Regions from separate parts of the Hordeum vulgare genome. Here region 1 is linked to region 2. Evidence: chromatin contacts called from public Hi-C data. All regions are on one chromosome and are shown on one strand. The core of a region is the stretch at or near the end of the contact, and the rest is flanking DNA. Distances in the headings are between cores, read along the strand shown. Region 1 holds the start of LOC123451932 (exosome complex component CSL4). Region 2 holds the start of LOC123451929 (protein ELC-like).

Region 1 (5,744 bases), core at 1,391-3,890, 160 kb after region 2:
AGAGTTACTTTAACGCGGTTTTAAACTTGTTAGCAACCTTGAATAACAAGCATCACATATTCCGTACCTAGAGAAGATTGGGAGTAGCCTAGAAGCAATGTATACACCTGACAATAACCAAGATAACAAATTCCACAAAATTACATGGTCACCCAATACTAACATATAAATGTAAATCACTTCTAATATATTATTATCTTATATATGCAACATAGCTTGCACTTCTACACTAATATTTATTTAGCACATTAACAATGATAACAAAGTTTTCCATAGGCATATTCTACAATGAAATCTTGACATGTTGTCAAATAATACAGGATGAAATGGAGTAAGAGGGAATCTTACCTGTGCCAAGGCTAACAGAAATCACCCGTCCCTCTTTAGCGATCATTTTTCTCAACGAATCTGACTGAACATTTTCTAGAACAGCTTGCCAAATCATCTCGTTGTTAGTTCTGCTACATTTAGATCCTTCATTCATTCTGCTAGCACTTGTCGACAATACATGGCCATCTAGTGTATATTCCCCGAGTCTCCTTCCACCATGGTAAGTGTTTGTCGTGACATGGCTAGAACAAATCCCTAGATTAGCATTTCTGTGTTGCCGAATTTCCTGATCTGATGTTCTTGATAACCCATGCGGACAAGCATATATTTCTTTATGATTTGTAGTAGAGTTCCTTTCTATATCACTGTCAGGGTAGGTAGACAAACCCTGGTTTGTACTTGTCGACGAACTTGGCAGTATATACTGTTTATCAGGAGCAAGCTGGAGCAGAGCAGTTGTAAGCCAGGTCATCTTATCATTAGAGACACTCAATTGTTTTTCAGCTTCAGAAAGTGTTTACAGTAGGCCTGGCGTAGTTTTTTTATATCCTCCTTTGATACTGTAATTAGTGCAGCACAAAATTACAATGTGAAAACATAACATTTATAGTAGTAGAGTTCTATGTAATGCATGGTTCAGGTAGGAATTATCCCCTACTATAAAATCCTTTCAAAGTAATAAATAAACAGAAAAAAGGAATATTGTTGCTTACAGGTTGGATGTTTGAAGAATTTTCTTCGAATTCTTTCTTGTGCGAATGTGTAGGTGCTAGCAAGAATGTCAGTTATTATTGTGGCGAGTTGAGACATTAGGAACAAAGGCTCAACACTTGTTTCAGTAATATCATGTAAAGCTTTCACGGTGTTTGCAGTGTCAGCAGATAGTGCCAAATCAAGCAAATTTACCAAGTTATCATAAAAAACCAAGCCAACCTGTCAGGTAATGAAGTATTAGAAACGACAATCATATCTCTGTACTTAGAATGCAAGAATGTGTTGTTTAGATGGATAAAACCAAGTATTTTACTAAAAAAAGTGTTTGGTGTTTCCAGTTGTAACTCTAACTTGCTGAACTATTCGTGCATTATGCCAAAAAGGGAACACATATTGAAAGAGAAATTTGAAGAATATGACGATGATATCATTGATTTAACTTCACAACAAATTCCAGAGTTATATAAGCATTCTCTCTATATATGTCAGCAGCGGCCAGCAGCAGATCCAACAAGCCCTTTATCTAAATATGTATCTATTAGCGTCTCTCTCTTCTCTCTATCTCTCATCTCTCTGCTCTCTCTCTCTCTCTTCCTCACCTATCTCTATCTCTCAAGCAGCAGCGCCCAACATGCCCTCTTCTCTCTCCCCAAAGCAAAAGCTCATCACTTCAAGTGTCTCCCCACCTTCAGCCACGTCGTCGCTACCGCCACCCATGTATCCACTCGTCGGTGGCGCCAACTCAACCTTCCCTAGATTTTCTAATTTCTTTTGAAGGAGGAACAAAATGCGTTGGTCGCTGGATCCAGGACAACACCTCCTCTGCGTCGCCCATCAAACCACCGCCCCGCCCCGGTACCACCGGCAATGGCCCAACGCCGTGCTGCCCCACCCGAGCCCCGGCAACGCGGACTCCATCCTTGGAAGCGAGAAAACCGACCACCATATCATCCTCCGCCCCGACGCCTCGGCCCAAGCAAGCACGCTGACCGCCTTATCGCCGTCCACAAGACGCCTCGCGCCCATTCCCCATTCTTGGGCTCCTTCGACGCAAACGCCAAGGCCTGCCACGATGCCTCGCCCATCCTGGGCTCGGGCGATGCGTACACGCACCCGCGAGCTCGCCATCGTTTCGGCCAAGGCCACCTTCGGCGACATCGTGTCCGCCGCGCTCTCCCCGGCCCACCTCACCGTGCCCCCGCTCGCAGCCGAGACGCTCGACATAGGCCCCAACGCCGTAGGATCCGCGCGGGGGCTTTGCCCGGAGGACGCGAACGGGCGGCAGCGAGGGGAGGAGGAGAATGGGGCGGCGCGGCCGGTGCGTAGACGAGATGACATGGGGTGGGCTGGAGTTGTGGGGCGCGAGGCAGGCTGATGTGCTGGTTTTCTGTTTTTTTCAGTGCGTTGATTTTTTGGGTTTTGTTAACGATTAACAAAGATAATTTTGTTAACGGCGTTTTTAAGCATTGAATCCTGTAATTGACGGTTCAAATGCTGAGTTGGATCTGCCCTCTCGTACTTTAAATAATAAAGATAAACCGGGCCCATTTTGGAACAGCTCCTTGGGCCGTACGGCCTCAAATGAACGGGAGCGTTCGGCCCACAAAGCTCATCCGAAACGAGCAGAGCGAAACCCTCCCCTCGCATTCCCCCGAACCCGAACTCCCAACACCAATGGCGGCCACGGCGATGGAGCACGACGGCGGCGCCGAGGTGGTGGTCACCCCGGGGGAGCTCCTCGGGCCCTCCTCGTCCCTTGCGGCCGGGCGCGGCGCCTACGCCGAAGGCCGCTCGGTGCGCGCGTCGGTCACCGGCCGCCGCCGCTTCGTGCCCCCCGCCCCCGGCTCCTCCGACCAGGTGGGGTTTACCTAGGGTTTCTGGGGCTGCCCGTCCCTTCGCTCCTCGCGCTGCTGCTTCTGATTGGTTGGTTGGCTCGTTTTGGTTTTGGCTGCAGAGGTCCACGGTGGAGGTGGTCGGGCACAAGGCGCACGGAGCCGTGCCGCAGCCCGGGAGCATCGTCATTGCCCGTGTAAGAGCTCTCTCTGTGTTCCCAGGACATGAGGAAGCTCGATGTTCAGTAGCTTGATGTTCCGGGGAGCATCGTCATTGCCCGTGTAAGCCGGGGAGCTTCGTTAATTGGGGACGCTTGATGTTCAGTAGCCGTGTTGTTTGGCGCTGAATTTCGTTAACACTGAGTGGATGTGGTCTGTACCCATCTCATGCCATGGTTGAGTTTGGGGCTGGGTACTGTTGTTGTCTGTAATCATGCTTCATGTGGATATCCGGCATGTGCAGGTGGCAGTTACTGAAAATTGTGTGAACTGTTAGAACACTAGAATCCACCGGCGTTGCCTGTGCGAATAGACTCTTCCACATAGAAACAACTTTTCCCTGTTAAAGGTTGACCTTGTTAACCTGTAAAGCCTTACTGACTTGAAATTTGGGTGATGTTTGTGAACAACCAGCCTATCATTCAGGTGTTGAGCCTGGCACTAAACAAGTTCATATGGCTGCTTGCTCCCAAACAATATATGGTACATTAAGGTTTTCTTTGTGTCATCTCCTCATTGACCTCTGGAGATGACTTTACATAATAAATAAGGGGAGTTTGGTGTTTCATGCAAAGGGAACCTGGGCTTACCCTTTGATTCTAAGCAAATAAATGAGGGAACAGATCTTACATATATATATCTCTGTTTTTTAGCGTATACTATCTCTTGTTCATAACTATCTTAGAATCATTTTCTAGCATGTGTGGATATTCTGTTGTCGGTAGTGGCACTGGTCAACTGTCTCTCACTGTTGGTGGTTTAGCTGAAAGAGATTTGCATTCCAACTTCTTTTTAATTGCTGCAGTGCTAACTGCTGATGGTTGTTTCTTTTGCAGGTAACGAAGGTTATGGCTAGGATGGCTTCTGCAGATATAATGTGTGTCGACTCAAAGGCTGTCAAGGAAAAGTTCACTGGCATGATAAGGTATTGACCCATTGCTGTTATGCTGCCATTTGGTACTGATCTTCATAGATTTATGTACGGTTTGCTTTGAGTTGATTGCCAAAGTGTTTATAGTCAATTGATTTTGTTCATCATTTTTATTGTAGATAATAGACAGTGTATTCCAGGAAAGTTCCTCATGCCATGCTCTTATGTTTGTAGGCAGCAAGATGTTCGTGCAACTGAGATCGACAAGGTGGATATGTACCAGTCATATCGACCTGGTGACATTGTCAGAGCTCTGGTTGTATCCTTTGGGGGGAATGTTACGTCTTGATAAGTACCGAACGTGAGGTACGGGCACATGGCAACTCTGAACGTTTTCGACGGCAAGTTTAGTGACGCGAGGATGGCAACTTTCGTGCTTCAGTTTATCTTTAACTGAAACTTGCCGTGTGTCACTGGAAACTGCCATCCTTGCATGACTGGAATTGCCACAGAAAAACATCAGGGCCGGAGTGCCACGCACCTGACGTGTGGGACTTATCATTTGGGTTTGTTTTCTCTTGGAGTCTTGGTCATGTGCAAGTCACTTTATTTCCAGAAATTATTCATTTGATTATTTAGTTGCAAACCTTACATCATGCTGAAGCTCTCTCTTGGGGATGCAAGGGCATACTATCTTTCGACTGCCAAGAATGAACTTGGAGTTGTTTCTGCCCAAAGTATAGCTGGTAAGCTTTCTGTTACCGCCGAACCAAGTTACAACTGTTCGTCATATTGTATGACCAGGCAAAATTATTCTAATGCTGCTACCCTTGTTTTCCCGTAGGTGGTACACTGGTCCCAACCAGTTGGACTGAGATGCAATGTGAACTGACTGGCCAAATTGAGCAAAGAAAAGTTGCAAAAGTGGAGTAGACCTTGTTTACTTTACCATATAGGAAGGTAAATTTGGTTGGTTACGGAGTTGCATCTCATTTGCTCAGAGCCTTAGGGGACTGTTTCAGTTACCTACTTAAGTATGTGCCCATATTTCATAGTGGAAGCAGCTACTACCCATATTTGTAGTGTATTTGCCTGTAATGTATTGGTATCTTGTACAGTGGCTAGCTGGGTACTGTTAGCATAGTCCCCTTTAGACAACTAAGTATGGCCTAATGTGGACTCTGCTCTGCACACTGATGAAGCCATTGGTTATTGTTGTTTTTTTCGATAAGGAGGCAGGCAGAAGCTTTGCCTCATCACATTAGCCATTTGTTATTGTCTACTCCCTTCGTTTCTAAATATAAGTCTTTTAGAGGTTCTACTAGAGGACTACATACGGATATATATATATATATATATATATATATACACACATACTTTTGAGTGTAGATTCATTCATTTTGCTCCGTATGTGGTCCCCTTGTGGAATCTCTAAAAAGACTTATATTTAAGTACGGAGGGAGTACCTCACAGTTGATCAGCTTTCAAAAGTTTAGTAATCCGGTAAATGTTTGACTGGTCTACCCCTCTATCCACTGTATCATGCTTTCAAACAATGCTAAGAAAAAGTGCTAGGCCTTAATTGTGTGTCTTGCCATGGCCTAGTGCCTATCTGACCAAAGCGCAATTGTGTGCACATGAAGCACACTTAAGCGCTAGACGTTTTGCTATTGCCTGTTGAGCCTAGGTGTGCCTTTTTTTAGCTGTGGTTTCAAATGCTCATTGCCTATTCACCTCTAGGTCGTTCCATTTGTTTCGCCTGCCTGTACGCCTGTACC
Region 2 (6,022 bases), core at 2,543-5,042:
CTGGAGATGTCAGATGCTACAGTCCTAAATCGCAGATTACCATCATACTGATTTACGATTATGCACATCATTGCTCATCCCTGCATGCAGTTTTGATCTACACAACCAATTCTAGACTGATATCCAAGTGGGTCATTTCTGTTTCTGTTCGTCCTAACACCTTTGGCAAAAGTAAGAACATACTCTGTACAATCTAACCAAAAGACAAAAATGTTGAGCATCTTCCAATATTTCTTAAAATTATACCTAATTCTCTTCAAACTAAAAATGAATGACAAAAAACATGAGTATAGAAATTCAGAAAGATGCACTACACATGTGTGATGACTAAAGGAATAAAAAGAGGGAATGATATTCACCTGTATATCCAGAACACTGTGGGGCAAGATCACTCATATGAGGTGGCACAGATGAATTTTTCTCGAAGGAAAGCATCCTGGATCGCCTGGACACAACAGTCTGAATTATATCAGGAACCGTTGATGCCACAGCAGTAGAGAGAATTGACGAATACACCACCGAGCCCTATTTTGACCGTGTGGCTTACCACCGCACATGTCCTTCATGTTGCTATGTAATCATATCAAATTTTCCAATTGCTTCTAAGAAAGCTCTTGTTGAAAATGAGTGGGAAGAACAGGCGCATGAACGAAGTTAAAAGAACACTATACCTCCATGTATATTAAAATTTCAATAATAAGAGTGTACACCTGCTGGCTGCTGCAGTACTCTTGTGTTGCAAATAACAAAGTACTCTTGTGTTGCAAAGCCCACTGTGGTACTCTTTACTAATATGTGGTACTCTTAAATAATATGAATCTCCTAGGCATAAAATCGACACACCAGACCAGACAGTAAATAAATTAACATCTGAAAGACGAGCACTCTTCTTTCGCCGATTTTTGGGTGGTGAGAGACTCTCGTGGTGATGACAACTAATTTTGTTGCCAGTGCAATTCAGAGTGCAAGGTACAGTGTAGTACCTAAAACCATAGATTCTTGAATCTGGTGTTGGGTTGATATTGGTGTCGACAGCAAGAGCAAGAGTACACAGAGCCACACAGGTATGTGCCGTGCCGCCGTCCCACTAACTCTGCTAATAGTATATTCTAAGGTGCTTCAGTTCTCAAGCCACTGTTTGGTCTATCTATATTCGTTGCTTCCTCCCTGTAGGATAGTCAGAGTGATAGCACAACTTATGCACATGCTTTGTACATTAGTGCAGCTCAAGAAATTGGTGTGCTTGGAAGTTGGAACCCTGTAATGTTGGGATCACATCTATGGAGATATGATTCTCTATCTGTTATAATTTGACTTCAACGTTGGATGGCTATTTATTTAGTCCTCATGGCATGGGATTTCGTGACCAAGGCTAATTTTGGGATGGTAAGATCGGAATAGGCTTTTAAATAGCTTTTCCAAATAACACCCCAAAAGGTTACCCTATTGTTTATAGTAAAATAAAACACCCCAGAAGGCTTTTAAATACGCTTTTAAAGAGCTTTTGAATATGCTCAGTACCATACATAATCTAATTCAGCAAATTTAGAAGGCTTTTAAATACGCTTTTAAAGAGCTTTTGAATATATGCTCAGTACCATACATAATATACTTCAGCAAATTTAGAGTCTGCAATTCAAAAAACTTTGTTTCAGAAAACAATATTTGCAAGACTGAAAAATAAACTGAAAAAAACAACAAGCCTAGATCACACACAGCCTCAAGAAACCGACCTCAAGTCAAAGCATCCACCAAACTTCAGTGACAGCACAGCAACGACAAAAAAAATGGTTGTGCTTTTACATTATCATAACATGTGTGCAAGCTGGATATCAAAGCTAGGAACATTGTTTATAAGGCGGTAAGGCGACCTAAGGCAAGCACCACCCGCTCTAGTGCCTAGGCTACGCCTAAGCGCCTAAGGCGGGCATATTTGTAAGGCACTGCCAGGGCGCCTAAGAGTGTAAGGCATGATGCCTTAAAAACAATGAGGAAACTATTCGATTTCCAAATATCAAGAGTGGAATAAGTTCACAGCAGTGCACGACAGAAAAAAAAATCTAAATATGAACATTATCAAAGTATTGAAGACTCCATATACTTCTCATATCTGAATTTCAATCTCCAGACTGCAATTAGGATTTAGGAATGTACAGCAGTACATAGTACACTCTGAGTGTTTTTTGCATATCTAAACAAACAAGCAGAAGGCTCATAGTGATTTACCAAGACAGGGACATCAATGAAATGAGTGTAGATTTCAAAATTGAGATATGTACTGTGATTTCAACAACGTTACACAAATATCACCATGAACTTGCACCACCCCAGCTAATAGAGTTCTTATTCAGTAAGCGCACACATCGACGACAATGGGAACCAACTTTACACTGAGCCACTCTTTCTTACAATGGATGAATCAATCGGTCATAAAGCATGTATACTGACCTATCCATCGTCTTGGCTAGGAGGCGTACTGTGGTGCCCGTGAGGCCATCCTAGCAACCTGCGCCTGCTGCTGTGCATTGTTGACCTTGGTGCAGAGGACACGCTGGAAGAACTGCTCCCGTGCGAGTGCACGCACGCTCCTGAGGTAGCCGTCAAAGGGCACCGATCCTTCCTGGACAGCCTTGTCGAGCGCGTAGATGGTGTCCTCAAGCGCCAAATCAGTAGCTGTGCACTCAAGCATCTGCCTGGACAGCACATCGGCTGGCTGGATGGCCCCCTCTGCCTCGGCAGTGTCGTCACCAGCCCCCTTACGGTTCTCGGCGACCCAGGCCTCAATGACGTCAGTGGCCATCACCACGTCCTGAAGCCGGCGCTCGAGCGTCTCCTTCTCTTCTGTGATCCTACGCACCCCATCGTTCACCACCTCCCCCCGGCCACGCAGCTCGGCCTGCACGGCAAAGAGGGCGTCGACCTCGGCCTCACGGGCAGTGCGCAGGGCAGCGGCGTCAGCATAGGCGGTGTCGACGAGCTTGGAGATGGCGTTGCGCTTGAAGACCTCGGCTGGGTCCTCTGTGGGCGGCTGGCGCGCGGCGAGCTGGGGCGATGCTGGGAACCTGTACGGGCGAGGGACAGGGGCGTACACGGCCTCCGGTCGCATGGCGGGGGAGGCGGCGGCGGGAGGAGGAGTAGGATGAGCGGGAGGAGGAGCGGGAGAAGGGGCTGCAACGGATCTAGTGAAAAGCGGCGGGTCGAGGCCGAAGAGGTGGGAGAGGGATCTGACGAGGTCGAGGAGGTTGGAGGAGGGGAAGACCCATGAGCGGAGGTAGGGCGCGTTGGCGACGAGGCCGGAGCGGTCGACGAGCGGGTGGTGGGGCTTGATGAGCATGTCGCGGGTGGGGGAGAGGAAGACGAGGGGCGGGGAGCGCGGGTAGGTCTCGGGCAGCCAGATGACGGCGGGCAGGTTGTAGGTGGCCCCGGCGTGGTGGATGGGGACGGTGCCGTCGGCCTGGAGCAGGTGGGCGGCGCGGCCGTCGTTGTGGGTGAAGAGGGCCGCCTTGGGGTGGAGCGAGGGGAAGGCGTCGGCGAGGGCGACGAGGTGGTTGCGGATGAGCCACTTGACGTCCTCCGCGTAGGGGAGCGCCGAGGGCCCCCGCTGCGAGAGGGCGGTGTTGAGGAACTGGTGCGCGTACTGCGCTCCGCTCGCCGGCGGCGGCGGGGACGGGGACGGCGCCATCGGATCGGGGGAGGGGGGAGCTAGGGTTTGGTCCTCCTGCCTTCTCTGTGTGTATTTGGGGGAAGCAGGGGAAGGAGGAAGAAGAGTGCACGATACGAAGGGGAAGGAGGATTCGGTTCCTTTGCAACGAAGTCGAATACCTTCTCTTAAGAAAAAAAAAAGAGAGGAAGGATGGTTCGCTTTCTTTGCAACGAAGGAAGTGATTTTGCAAGCATTAGTAACTGCGCCTTTTTGCGAAAAAAAAAACCTCGGGGCTTCCGCGACCGCTAAGGCCTCGTTTGGTTAAGGGGGATTGAAAAGGTTTTGAGAAGGAGGGATTCAAGGGATTGGGTGAACCCCTTTGTTTCACCCAATTCTCTCAAATCCCACGAGGAGGGTTTTGAAACACATGGATAGAAAGGGATTGAAAGGGAACGGAGGGGATTGGGTTAAACAAACCCCTCCTGTCAAATGGACGCCCGAGGATCTGTGGGATTTATGGGTCCCCGGGGATTTTCCTCTCAAACCCTTCCCAATTCCCTTAACAAACGAGGCCTAAGGCAATCTGACGGTGATGGAATCGAGTGGGTGAGATGGCTCCTCCGACGCCGGTGGCCCCGTCAGGGGAGGGGGTCTCGGCCTTCGGAGTGGGCCTTGATGGGGGCTCCCCCTGCGTACGAGAAGGGATTCTCTCGGGGACGAGTCCGAGGCGTTTTTTGCGAAAGGGGAAGAAGCAGGGTGCGGCGACTCCAGTGTCGGTGATCCCGCCGGTGGAGGAGGGATCCTATACAGAAGTAAATCTTGGCGGGGGTCTCATCTTCGCACGGGATTGGGAATCGCTTCGGGTGCAATCAAGGTAAATCCTTCGGCGAACACAGAATCGGGAAATCTGCTTGGAGCTGTCAAGGAAAAGAGCAAAGGAAATCCTCGACAGCTCGGCAGGTGAGTTCCCCTACGATCCTAATTCAACAGGTACTTCTGGGGCTAGCAAAATTGTTGGCCCCGTGTTATCTGCCGATTTGGGGAATGATTGTATGATGGAAACTGTCTAGGCTGGAAAGGGGGATTTCCCGGGGGATATTGGTCTGCCTCATGTTTTCTTTGGGAATTTTTCTAGTGGATTGAGGGAAACATAGAGGAATCAAGGGGGAGAGGAAAGGTAGCGGGAGTTTCTCAGGTTGTTGATGATTGTAATTCCATTGTGGGCAAGAGTTTGAATACTGGTCGTATTGTTAGGAAACTGAAATTTTTAGGACAATTAATCTATACCTAATAATAAAGCGGCTATTGCTTCCGTCGGAAAACCCACCACGACATTTTTATAAAAAAGCTTTTGTAATTTTTGTTATTCAACCCATGCATCATTTATCTGCAATGCAAAAAGAAAAAACAATTCGCTATAAAAATTATACCCGTACGCATCGCCTCCTCCCGACCCTGGGCTACCCTGGCCTGTGCCCAGGCCGCTGCCACACCACTCGCCGCCGCGTCCGACCTCAACCACCAGTGCTGTCAATCTCAACACACCCGCCTCCGCGGTCGTACCTCTGCCCACTTGCTGCCTCCGTTTCGGCGCTCGAGCATAGCTTCTGGATCAAATCAACGCGACAGCTACAACGACTTGGGATGATGTGTCTGCTCGATGCAGAACGGCGGCGGCGCGCGGATAAGGTGTGGCGGAGCGAAGTACTTGCTGGTGGAGGCGGGCCTCCATGGCCCACACGGGAAACTCCGAGGTTATGGCGCGGCAACGACGACTCCTTATAGCCAGATAGAGGCGCCTAACCCTTGCTCCCCTCATCGTATCCCCTCCTCCGGCACGAACTCATCATCTGGTGAGATCCCCTCCCCATGCCTCCAACCGTGTGCCAAGCACCGGTAAGAAATTTTGTTTTGTGGGAATTTGTTTGCTGATGAATGAATGTATTGAATGAAAGATTGCATTATTGTAGAGAGAGAATGGAACACCACCTTCAGTTTGTCATCTGATCCCACATTCTCTACCCCATGAGTGAAATAAGATAACAGTCCATTGATCAATTCACGTAGCCTCTTTGTTTTGCTTTGCTTGTCCCGCTCAATTAATTTCTCATCATGATGGAATTAACATTGGGCGGGTTGATTTCTCAATAAAATAGGATAGGACTGACTACATTAGTTAGTTAGCTTATTATTTTAATAAATCAAAATGATTATAAAAAGATTAAAAGCGTGTGGTATTTTTATCTCCCGTTGCAACGCACTGGCCCTTTTGCTAGTATGTGATAATTGTATTAATTCTTGTGGAGAGGTTGCGTCACAACGGGAGTCTCGGGGCTATATTTGTTCTAGATGTGGAAGTCGCTAGTCTTCTTGTAGCTC

Evidence for each region. Hi-C and Micro-C count contacts between places; a contact is called where the count stands out from the background.
Region 1: a contact with region 2 is called in a Hi-C map of leaf, with 4 times the contacts expected there. The contact joins the promoter of LOC123451932 here to the promoter of LOC123451929 in region 2. A contact is called at or near these places in 2 of 6 Hi-C or Micro-C datasets (both in leaf) and 1 of 1 datasets of contacts at active chromatin or transcription factors (embryo).

Annotation. Positions count from the first base shown.
Region 1 is chr5H:513,463,154-513,468,897 of MorexV3_pseudomolecules_assembly, forward strand. It overlaps LOC123451932 (exosome complex component CSL4), which reads left to right and starts at 2,641. Exons shown (of 7, transcript XM_045128497.1): 1 at 2,641-2,901; 2 at 2,999-3,073; 3 at 3,932-4,020; 4 at 4,201-4,285; 5 at 4,631-4,712; 6 at 4,811-4,926. The coding sequence starts at 2,719. The coding sequence ends at 4,899. It also overlaps the pseudogene LOC123397091.
Region 2 is chr5H:513,303,325-513,309,346 of MorexV3_pseudomolecules_assembly, forward strand. LOC123451929 (protein ELC-like) reads right to left here and starts at 3,793. Exons shown (of 5, transcript XM_045128496.1): 1 at 2,449-3,793; 2 at 360-445. The coding sequence starts at 3,682. The coding sequence ends at 2,465. It overlaps LOC123451931 (a long non-coding RNA gene), which reads left to right and starts at 4,518. Exons shown (of 4, transcript XR_006632533.1): 1 at 4,518-4,603.